Linked DNA regions of Mus musculus: region 1 is linked to region 2. The links are chromatin contacts, called in public ChIA-PET maps. All regions are on one chromosome and are shown on one strand. Each heading gives the region's core, a stretch centred on a gene start, on an enhancer-like site or on the middle of the called end of the contact. The rest is flanking DNA. Distances are from core to core; before and after follow the strand shown.

What was found. ChIA-PET counts read pairs in DNA pulled down with a chosen protein or histone mark.
Region 1: a contact with region 2 is called in an RNA polymerase II ChIA-PET map of memory CD8 T cells, with 14 read pairs. The contact joins the enhancer-like site here to the promoter of Thap7 in region 2. A contact is called at or near these places in 3 of 115 datasets of contacts at active chromatin or transcription factors (cardiomyocytes, embryonic stem cells and memory CD8 T cells) and 2 of 9 other capture datasets (adipose tissue and liver).

What each region holds. Positions count from the first base shown.
Region 1 is chr16:17,692,844-17,698,886 of GRCm38.p6, reverse strand. It overlaps Med15 (mediator complex subunit 15), which reads left to right. Exons shown (of 18, transcript NM_033609.3): 2 at 1,193-1,280. Among named protein-coding and RNA genes, the nearest start is that of Med15, 27 kb to the left of the region's middle. Within about 2 kb of position 3,961, at least 14 of the 459 cell types and tissues checked have an H3K27ac peak or open chromatin away from gene starts, as enhancers often do. A contact at or near this core is called in memory CD8 T cells, where this site is marked.
Region 2 is chr16:17,528,120-17,533,746 of GRCm38.p6, reverse strand. Thap7 (THAP domain containing 7) reads left to right here and starts at 2,695. Exons shown (of 5, transcript NM_026909.2): 1 at 2,695-2,722; 2 at 2,890-2,969; 3 at 3,362-3,517; 4 at 4,672-4,812; 5 at 5,007-5,627. The coding sequence starts at 2,890. The coding sequence ends at 5,559.

The DNA.
Region 1 (6,043 bases), core at 2,712-5,211, 160 kb before region 2:
AGAACCTTTGGAAGAGCAATTAGTGCTCTTAGCCACGGAGACCTCTCTCCTGCCCCAGTATGCTCTTGAGTACCAACTGGACTGGGCTTTTATCCCACTGTGAGTTGAAGCCCAGAGTCCCCAATTTTCTGACTTGTTTGCCAGTAAACCCAGTGCTACAAGAAGACAGGCAGTGACCAACCAGAGTAGCCAGTATTTCAGGCCCATAGCCCCAAGTAATATGTTTCTTTCTATCAGATGCATACCTGTTCTTTCTTTTTAGAAAATATTTATTTTCTTATTTTCTTTTATGTGTATGAATGTTTTGCCTGCGTGAATGCATAATACCAAGTGCAGTGCCCTCAGAGGCAGAAGAAGATACTACATTTCCTGGAACGAGTTACAGGTGGTTGTGAGCCTCTGTGTGGGTGCTAGGAATCAAACTCAGGTCCTCTGAGAGAGCAATGAGTGCTCTTAACCACTGAACCATCTCTCCAGCCCCCATAACCTGTTCTTTCTGTGTTGTGTGTACAGATAGAGGGAGGCAGTACGTGCTCTCTGAGCTCTGGCCCATGTGCATAGCTCTTTCCCCTGGAGTGTGAAAAGGATATCTTTTACTAGGATAGTCCTTTTTCTATCTGTATATAAGATATGTTTTCGATGTTTGTTGTGGTTTTACAATGTACATTGGTGTACTATCTCCTATTGTGCTTAGTAGTTAGAAGTTGGAGCTGGTCTCTTTGGTTCCGTTATGAAGACATTACTTGACATACACAGACTCTTGCCTTGCGAGGATTGGGATGTGGCTTGTGTGGACTGTTCATTTTATAGGTGAGAAATGTAGAACTGCAGTCTCACAGTACTCAGATGTAGAATTGGGTAGGGGCTCAGGCACTCACAGGCCTAGAAATAGAGTCTGGCTAGCCACCCACTGACCTAATCAATAGTGCTGATTGTGAGCAATCTCTTGGGACAGTCCCCCTGTCCTTAATGCCCAGGGGCTTCTCTTTTCTTTAAGGTAATTGCCTTTTCTTTTCAACCTTCTTATGGCCCTGCCCTTTTTCTCAAATGTTTAACTCTGGCCACTGCCCTGCTGAGTGCCTCTCCTTGGTTCCTCCCCAGGACTTCAGCCAGACTAGTTCCCCAGGGATAGTACCTGTCTACCAGGGTGGACTTGGTAATGTTTTGACACATCTCTTCTTTTGTATTTCAGTGAGGATGCCATGAGGAAAGCTGGTGTGGCCCACAGTAAATCTAGCAAGGATATGGAGAGTCATGTGTTCCTGAAGGCCAAGACCCGGGTAAGACCCTGCTGGCCAAAGTCCCCAGCAGAGTAATTCCAGGAGGAGTGTGTTGCTGATACTGAGCCCCTTCTACTTGTATCCTGGAGAGGGGAGTGCTTGCTTGCTGCTCTCAGATACAGCTGGCTTTGCCACAACACTCTGGAACCTCCCATGTTCCATGGAAGAAAAGTCAAGACTCCTAGATTGGCACTTCTGCTACAGGCCCTGCCTCTGACCCTGGCCTCATTTTTGACCATGTCATATATATGTAGTTGGCCCTGTGATTCCCACAGGAAGCTCCTTGGATCCTATAAAAGAGATGCTGGCTTTGTGCTACACATCCCTGAGGCAGGGGTCTAGAGTCATCTTTGGTTTCTCTGTTCAGGGAGGCAGCCAATGCTGGAAAAGTTGAGGGTAGAACTTGCCGGGTAGAATTGGAAGAAGACTTTCCAGGCTAGTACAGCACCAGCCTCTATGTGACCTTCTTTCAGTGTGTTAGTTCTCAGGAGTGGAAATTAGAAGTGAAGGAAGAGGCTGAACGATAACTCAGCAATTACAAGACCATACTGTTCTCGAAGACAACTCAAGTTCAGTTCCCAGTACCCATGTAGGATGGTTCACAGCAGCCTAAAATTCCATGGACACCTGTGCTCACATGCATATCACCTACTGACCCCACCTCACTCCATTCCTGCCCCAACCTCTACACCCACACAATTTTGATTTAAAGCTGGATGCATGCTTTTTAATCTTAGCACTTAGGAGGCAGACGCAGGTGGATTTGAGGCCGGCCTGGTGCCTGGTCTACATATTAAACTCTAGACTAGCCAGGGCTATAAGTGAGACCTTCTCCAAATAAATAAAATAAACAATCTATTTTTTAAAGAAAAAGTGACGGCCTAGAGAGATGGCTCAGCAGTTAAGAGCACTGGCTGCTCTTCCAGAGGTTCTGAGTTCAATTCCTAGCAACCACATGGTGGCTCATAATCATCTGTAATGGGGTCTGATGCCCTCTTCTGGTGTGTCTGAAGACAGCTACAGTGTACTCATACATATAACAATAAATAAATCTTTTAGAAAAAGAAAAAGTGACAAAAAATAGCAGAAAATGAAGTGATATTGAGTAGAGACAGACAGTGTGTTTTTGTGTACAAGTACATGGACAGACAGATTTCCAGAGCTATGGGCTCCTCTGTGGATGGGTAACATACATTTGTTTTCTTTGAAAAGCATTGTTGAGATTGAATTAAGGTATATCAAATTCACTCACTGGAGGTATATAGTTCAATCATGCAGGGTAGAGTTAGAGACTTTACACAAGTTTGTAGGCATTAGCAGTCACACTCCATTTCCTGGCCACCAGCAGATACTCACCTACTTTATTGCAGTGGGCTTTCCCACCTGAAGTTGCTTTATCAGCATAGTCAGCATGACTTGGGTTTTTTGTAACTTACTTTTTTCACATAGCACAATCTTATCAGGGTTCATACATTGACCATGTTGTAGTGCATACCTGATTCTTTTTTCTTCTTTTCAAGCCAAGATTTCATGGTGTAGACTAGACTAGACTGGCCTCAACAGAGATCACCTACTTCTATATTAAAAAGGCATGTGCCGCTGTGACCATCCCTGATCTCTCTCTTTGTTGAGTCATATTTCATCTTGGATGGCTGTATCATTTTCTGTATATTGATGAATCAGACTTCATTTGAGTGGTTTTCATTTTAGAGCTATCATGAAAAATGACTTATTTTAAATACTCATGTACTAGGGGGTGTTGTTGTTTTTGTCTTGAGACAGGATTTCTCTGTGTAGCCCAGGTTGTTCTGGAACTCATTCTGTAGACCAGGCTGTCCTCAAATTCGGAGATCTGCCTGCCTCTGCCTCCTGAGTGCTGGGATTAAAGGAATGTGCTACCACCACCCAGCTTCATCTACTAGTTTTTTTTTTTTCCATTTTTTATTAGGTATTTAGCTCATTTACATTTCCAATGCTATACCAAAAGTCCCCCATACCCACCCACCCCCACTCCCCTACCCACCCACTCCCCCTTTTTGGCCCTGGCGTTCCCCTGTACTGGGGCATACAAAGTTTGCGTGTCCAATGGGCCTCTCTTTCCAGTGATGGCCGATTAGGCCATCTTTTGATACATATGCAGCTAGAGTCAAGAGCTCCGGGGTACTGGTTAGTTCATAATGTTGTTCCACCTATAGGGTTGTCTACTAGTTTTTTGTTTGTTTGTTTGTTTGTCTGTTGATTTGAAGACTTCTTTCATTTCTCTTAGGAAAACAAAAACTCTGTACATACTTGGGGCTCACGTTTCTAAACTGTTTTCTCGAGTAGCTGTGTTGTGCCAGTTCACAAGCCCCAAAAGACCACAAAGGAGCTGATACTGATGCAGTCTAACTAGGGTCTCTTTTATTCAAGCTTGGCTCACTCACCACCAACCCTGACACAGCAGGATGGTCGAGTGCAGCCCCGAGCCCTCAGTGGGACAAGGTTTTATAGGAAATGGTGAGCTAAGAGGGGATTTTAGCCCGGCAAGCATCTAGTTGAATGACTGCTGTAAGACTACTGTAATGACTACTGTGGGTGCTCTGAAGCAAAACCACAAACAATCACAAAAGGTCTGAAAGGACATCTCAGACAATCAGAGTAATCTTGATTGGCTGTTGCTAGGAAGTAGCTAGGGGGTAACTCTGGGGTATGGGGCAAGGACAAGCCATGGGGTTCTTCCTGGTACTTGGGTGCAGCTTGGGTTCAGCTGCAGGTCAAGTTCTCAGGCTCTTCTTTTTTTTTTTTTAAAGATAGAGGCCAGTCCCAAGATTGAGTAGGTTTGTCCTCTAAGCTGTGTGTCATCTACCAGCCACATAAGGCTCTGTTGCCCCCAACAATCACCAATGTCTTTGCTATGTCCGTGTGTGAGAAGTGGTCACCAGTGCTTCTGATTGCTGTTTGTCTTCGTAGTGATGATGTCACACGTCTCTGTAGTGCTTTTGAGCCATCTGTAAACATTCTGTGGAAAAATGTCCATGTTTATCTTTTGGTCTTCTTTTAATTGACTTGTTGATCTTTTTAGTAGTTTTTTTTTTAAAGATTTATTTAGTTATTTATTTTATGTATATGGGTACACTGTAACTGAACAGATGGTTGTGAGCCTTCATGTGGTTGTTGGGGATTGAATTTTTAGGACCTCTGCTTGCTCTGGTTGGACCCACTTGCTCCAGACACACCAGAAGAGGGTGTCAGATCTCATTATGGGTGGTTGTGAACCACCATGTGGTTGCTGGGATTTGAACTCAGGATCTTCAGAAGAGCAGTCAGTGCTCTTACCCACTGAGCCATCTTGCCAGCCCTAGTAGTTTTTTATATATTTGGATACCTAGATCATTTAATTTGCAAATATCTCAGAGATGGAATATTTTATTGTTGAGGTCTATGGTGGTGGTGGGGGAGGGGGAGGGGGAGGGAGGGAGGTTACTGCTCTTGCCAGGTACTTGGGCAAAGTACTTTATCACTGAGGTATATCCACAGCCCTATTATGACCTTTCTTTTATTTTTGAAATATGGTTTCTCATATACCCCTCATTGTCTTGGAACTTGCTAGAGCAAGCTGACCTCAAACTTCCAGAAATTTGTTTGCTTGTCTCCTGAGTGCTGGGATTAAAGTCATACACTACAGTGAAAGGAATTTTGGTAAAGACGTAATTGAAGTCGGGTGTAATGGTGCACACCTTTAATCTTAGCACTTGGAGGCAGAGGCAGCTGGGTTTCTGTGAGTTTGGGGCCCATTTGGACTACATAGTGAGTTCTAAGACAGCTGGAGCTACATACATAATGAGACGCTGTATGTGCTGGGGCTGCGAGGTGGGGGTGGGGACAGATAGACAGGACCAGATGACAACAACAAAAACCTGACTTGAATCATTTATTTCCAAAATGTAAATTTTGTTGGTTCAGCTTGCTTATACCAGTCTAAAACTTAATGGCTTAAAGGTATAACCCTTTGGTTCTCCTAAGTCAGTGGGAAGCTTCACTCATGATTGCATGTCCCTCTAACCTACATGACTCTTACAGTGTCACTAGTGGCATAACTTAGACCTTATTATGTCACTGTGTTTGTGTTTCTGGAGGGAAGAGATGGAAGCTTTTAGTCTTCAGAAGTCCTAGAACATTCTTTGGATACCAGAAGTTTAAGGCCAGTGCAGGAGGTTCAGAGAGAAACTGCCTCTGCCTTTTGGTGTGATCAGGAGCCTGTTTGGACCAGGGAGTACAATGACTATCGCATAGCCACCACAGACACCAGCCAACTCAGACCTTTCCAGTGGCTGATGAATAGGTACCAAAGGAGGCACTAGAGGTCAGCCTTTCATCTGTGCAGTTCACTCTGCCTTGTCTTTGAGTCACAGCCTATTGACTGTTATAAGTAGTACCTTGATGATTTCTTTTGAAGCTGTCTCTAACTCCCTGACTACACAAGGAGGCCCTGACTAACTGGAAGAGAACAGATTGTAAAAGCACTGTTGGCCAGTCTGTATTTTTGTTTTATTTTGCATTTATTTATTTATTTGAGACAGGGACTCACCATGACGCTTTTGACTAGCCTGAAACTTACAGATATCACCTGCCTCTGTCTCCCATGTGCTGGGATTGAAGGCGTATGCCCATGCCTGGAAATCTCTGTAGTTTTTCTGGACAGTGTGTTTGAGCACTGACATCTGACTGCCCTCTTTACCTGCTCTTCCCCATGGAGGTAGGTGCCTATATTGTAGTGAGAACCT
Region 2 (5,627 bases), core at 1,446-3,945:
TTACCTCACTAAGGATGATATCCTCCAGATACATCCATTTGCCCAAGAGTTTCATAAATTCATTGTTTTTAATAGCTGAGTAGTACTCCATTGTGCAAATGTACCACGTTTTCTGTATCCATTCCTCTGTTGAGGGACATCTGGGTTCTTTCCAGCTTCTGGCTATTATAAATAAGGCTGCTATGAACATAGTGGAGCATGTGTCCTTATTACCAGTTGGAACATCTTCTGGGTATATGCCCAGGAGAGGTATTGCTGGATCTTCTGGTAGTATAATGTCCAATTTCCTGAGGAACCGCCAGACTGACTTCCAGAGTGATTGTACAAGCTTGCAATCCCACCAGCAATGGAGAAGTGTTCCTCTTTCTCCACATCCTCGCCAGCATCTGCTGTCACCTGAATTTTTTATTTTAGCCATTCTGGCTGGTGTGTAGCTTGATGAATTTAATAAATCCATGTCTGTAACGTGGCCTATTACCTTTTTCTCACTCACTAAGTCCGAGCGACTCCGTGTCAACTTGATTCTTCCAACAGAGTCCATCTCTGCCCAGAAGTCCCGCCTCTCCTCTCCTGCCTCAGCTACTGGCCGTCAGATCTTTGTTAAACCAATCAAAAGGTGAGGGAGGTGTATGTTTACAAAATACTGAAGCAGGTGATGATCCATAAAAATAACCAATACCAAAGTCCAGCCAGCACTCAACTCGTCACCGGTACAGAAATCAACATTTGAATAGTACAAAGACAACCTTTACACTGTGGGAAAAAAAAGATTACCCCGACAGACTGTGGTCTGCTAATCTAATACACTTGGAAGGTCCCTGCCCCCGCTGCAACACTTACCTCTCCTCCCTCTGACTTGAGCTACGTCAGTTAGCCCCACTATTTCAATAAAATACTCACCACTGCCTGAGACCCTGCTCCCCAGCTCCTCTGCATCCTGAGACCACCAGTGATCAACGCCCAGTCGGGAGCAAAGGACCCACATCTGGGGCTCAAACAGGGATGCTCGGAAGATGGCAAGGATTTCCTTCTGAGGGACATCAGCATCCCAACCTGAGGATCCTCAGCTGGTTCTTCCTTCTTCCTTTACCTTCAATTTGAGGCATCGCAAGGGACTGACTACGGTGAAGGGGCAACTTCTTTTGGTCGGGGCTAGCCTTGAACAGGCTGAATCAGACCTTGTTTTACCACAGTTGCCTAGCCCACCTAGGGTGGAGTCTTCTAACCTAGGTGAAGTCTATTGTCTGGCCACATCTTGTGGAGGAGCGCCCTGAAGACTGCCCCTAGGTGGAGCTCACTGCCCTTGAACAGGCCATTGAGTATATTAGAAAATGACCTGCCACATCCACACACACCCTCTTTATGCCCCACTGATGCCTTATGCCCCCTCCTGCCTCCCTCACACCCTAAGAACACTCATAGAACTCTTGAAGGCTCTTTGTCTTCTACCTCCCACACCCACCAACTATGTGAAATTAGAGATTCGTCCAAACTTCAGCACAAATAAAGTAACACCTGGGTTTTCCATGTTTTCAACTCACTTACTCTCTGCCCCTACACTGGTATCCCTACTGGGCCAATGAATTAAAAGAGGTTAGACAATCAAAAGGAGGATGGTACTCATGCACCCTGGGCCAAATCCATTCTTCTGAGTCTTGTGCAGCTCTAAGTACACTACTGAGCCAGCACATCGGTTGGTCCTTCTTGCCCCCTATTCCTTCAATGGGAGGCTTTATATAGGGATGAATGCCTCCAACAGATCAGGAAAAATCAAAACCAACTAAATAGGGGCTTCGATGACCTTTTCAGCCAAGACAACTCCTCTACAGGAGCATAACAGGCTACCCAACCTCGCCGGTACTTAGATCAAGTATGCCTTTGTGCCCTTCAGGCCTGGAGTCCCATAACCTCCCCTTCTGCATCCCAAGATTGTAATTGTTCACCTCTCTTCCCCCAGCAGAAACCCAAGGAACCCATTTCTGACTTTGTTCCTGCTACAAAAGTGAGCCTAGAATGTAAAACGCCTGATCCTGTGGTCAGAGAAATCCCCCTTCAAAGCATCACTGGGGAAACCGTGCTCTCGGAACACACCGGCTAGCGTCTCAGGGTTTGAAAAATGAACATTCCGATAACTGGACAGTTGCTACTTAGTATATTGGGACGGCCTCCCATAAGGTCACTATCTTCACCCAGGCCTTTACAAGGCCATTAAAAGAAAATGTTCTAAATGTGTCGTTAACATTTTATTTTGTGCATGTATATGGGGATCAAAGGACAATTACTGGACGTTGGTTCTCTCCTTCCAGCAGGTTGCGTCCTGGGGATCAAATTCAATCTTCAGGGTTGGTAGCAAGTGCTGAGCCACCAGTCCGTGGCCGAGTTCTTTCAGTAAAGAGCCCAGGTTTTTCTTGGTGGTGGATCTTTTTCAACCAGAGTGTGCGCGTACGTTGTTCAGGGAGCAGTACAGACCACACCCAGCTGCTTCGTCCAAACGACAGACGCTCAAACAAAACAGGGACCCGAAACTACAGATGCAGAAACCTCAACTCGGGAGCGACGATCGCCATCCCTCACTCCCAACATCCGGTGGCCCGCCCCGCCAGGATCTCTTCCGGTCCCGCCCCTTGGGGGCCCGCGCCACGGGCGACGGAGTATCTCTGCTCCCAACTTCCGCGTCGATCCACCCATCGCGAGATTTTGGCGGCGCAGCAATGGCAAGACCGTGAGTACCGCTGACGGGAGTCTATAGAACGAGCTAGGACAAGACTGGTACGGGGTCGGGCCTCGGGGAGCCGACCGGCTCGGGCCCTCTGGAGGGAGTGACAGTTGGGCGTGAAGACAGTCCTCCCCCGACTGCCGCCCACCACCCAGATCCCGCCCCTTCCCCAGATGCCGCGACACTGCTCCGCCGCCGGCTGCTGCACACGGGATACGCGCGAGACTCGCAACCGCGGCATCTCCTTCCACAGGTCAGCGCGCGTGCGTAGTGGCACGCGAGGGCTCATAGCGCAGGCGCCGGTGTTGCCGCACCTTAGGCCTCGCAGGAGACGGCGCTTTCCCGAGGTCGATGTGAGGCTTGAACTTGTGAGCGGGAGGGTGACAGGGAAGGGCGCATAGTCTCGAGTCCAGCCGGAAAAAGGACTGGACGCTTACCTGGCTTGGATTTACAGCTCCGACTCATTCCTGCTAGATGATGCTGAGCCGGCCCCTTTCTTTCTCTCGTTCTCAGTTTCTCCTTTCCCCCAGCGGGTGGTAATCTGAAAGGGTCGCGGGGAGGTCTGCCATTCTTGCTTGGGGAGCTTGGGCATCCTGAACGCAGGACTGTAGACAGTCTGGTGCTCACGGTTTTGTGGCTCTGCAGACTTCCCAAGAAAGACAACCCCAGGCGCGGCTTGTGGCTGGCCAACTGTCAGCGGCTGGACCCCAGCGGCCAGGGCCTGTGGGATCCGACCTCTGAGTACATCTACTTCTGCTCCAAACACTTCGAGGAAAACTGCTTTGAGCTGGTGGGAATCAGGTGGGTCTTTCTGCCAGCTAACACCAGGACAGGTTGTGAGGCATCAGAGCAGTGGGTCAAACGAGGCAGCTCTTTGCCCTGGTGGAGTCCATGCACATCCGCTGGCATGCTCAGAGACAAGCAGACCAGTTGTCAAGCGTGCCAAGCCTCTTTCCAGTTTTGTACAGTTAAAGCATGATCCCAGGATCACTGTGCCAGTGACATTAGAGAAAATCAGGCTTTCCAGGCTGGGGAAATAGCCCCCTTTGCTAAAGACGTGGTATGCAAGCATTAGGACCTGATTTCAGATTCAAGGACCCAAATAAAAAGCCACATGTGATTGCTTGTTCCTTTAATCCCAGTCCTGGAGAAGACAAAACAAAAAGGGGATCCCAAGGACTTATGGAAAAGCTAGTCTAGATGAGTTGTTGAGCCCTGTGTTGAGTTGAGAAACTTGTCTTTAAAAAAATAAGGTGGAAGGGCTGGAGAGATGGCTTAACCATTTTAGAGCATTACAGAGGACTGGGGTTCAATCTACCTCTGAGGGCACGGGTACACATATGTACATGCAGGCAAAATATTCATACACATCAGTAGAGCTGGCTCAGAGGTTACGAGCACTCACTGGCTGTTCTTCCAGAAGACCTGTGTTCATTTCCCACCACCCACATAATGGCTTATAGCAGTCTGGAACTGGAACTGGCTCACTCCAGTTCCAAGTGATCCTTTATCCTTTTCTAACCTCTGTAGGTACTAGGCACGCATTCGGTGAACAGTCATAGGCAAACACTTATACACATAAAAATAAAAAAGGTTTTTAAGGAAAAAAATCTTTAAAAACAAAGGTAGAGAATGATTAAGGAAGTCACCTGAGGTTAGCCGCTCCATGCAAAAGAAAAACAGCTTTTTCATAGGATGGTTAGCACCTAGTTCTTCCAGCCGTCCACCTATCCCTGCTGGTGGGTTCTCCATTCACCTTAACCCGGGAAGCTCATTCACAGGGAAGATGAGTTTGATTTTACCACACGTGGCATTCTTGAGATTGCTACTGGCAGTGTGCCTTGGGGCCTTTCTCATCCCTAGAGGTCCTACGCCTCTGCAGGGCCTTATGTGGGGAATCAGGGGACGTGGCAGCGTTCTTTTCTCCAGCTCATCTGGGCTGCTTTTCCCCACAGTGGGTATCACAGGCTGAAGGAGGGGGCAGTCCCCACCATATTTGAGTCTTTCTCCAAGTTGCGTCGAACAGCCAAGACCAAGGGGCATGGTTATCCACCTGGCCTGCCTGACGTCAGCCGGCTCCGGCGATGCAGGAAGCGGTATGTGCTGCAGGACCGGGGGATGCCCCACCCTCACCCCAGGGCTGAGGGGCTGGACCTAGGGTGAATGCCAGCATCTTCACTGAACTATTTTGCTATCTAGACCCAGTAAAGGGGGCTCAGATGTTAGGGAGACTAAATGGGCTAATGAGAGGAGCCTGGCATGCCTTAGTTTCTTTCTGTTTCCCCTCCAGCTGCTCCGAAAGACAAGGACCCACAACTCCCTTTTCTCCACCTCCTCGTGCCGATATCATCTGCTTCCCTGTGGAAGAAGCCTCAGCACCTGCCACTCTGCCCGCATCCCCAGCTGTGAGGCTGGACCCTGGCCTTAACAGCCCCTTCTCAGATCTCCTGGGCCCTCTAGGTGCTCAGGCGGATGAAGCGGGCTGTAGCACACAGCCCTCACCAGAGCAGCACCCCTCCCCTCTTGAGCCACAGCCTGCCTCCCCATCTGCATACATGTTACGGCTGCCACCTCCTGCTGGAGCCTACATCCAGAATGAGCACAGCTACCAAGTGGGGAGCGCCTTGCTCTGGAAGAGGCGAGCTGAAGCAGCTCTTGATGCTCTGGACAAGACCCAGCGCCAGCTGCAGGCCTGCAAGCGGCGGGAGCAGCGGCTTAGGCTGCGACTGACCAAGCTGCAGCAGGAACGGGCACGGGAGAAGCGAGCACAGGCAGATGCCCGCCAGACTCTGAAGGACCATGTACAGGACTTTGCTATGCAGTTGAGCAGCAGTATGGCCTGAGAGAGGGACTACATGCCCAGGCTCTGGCTTCTTTTTCTCAGAGACACTTGACCAGAACTGCATCCACT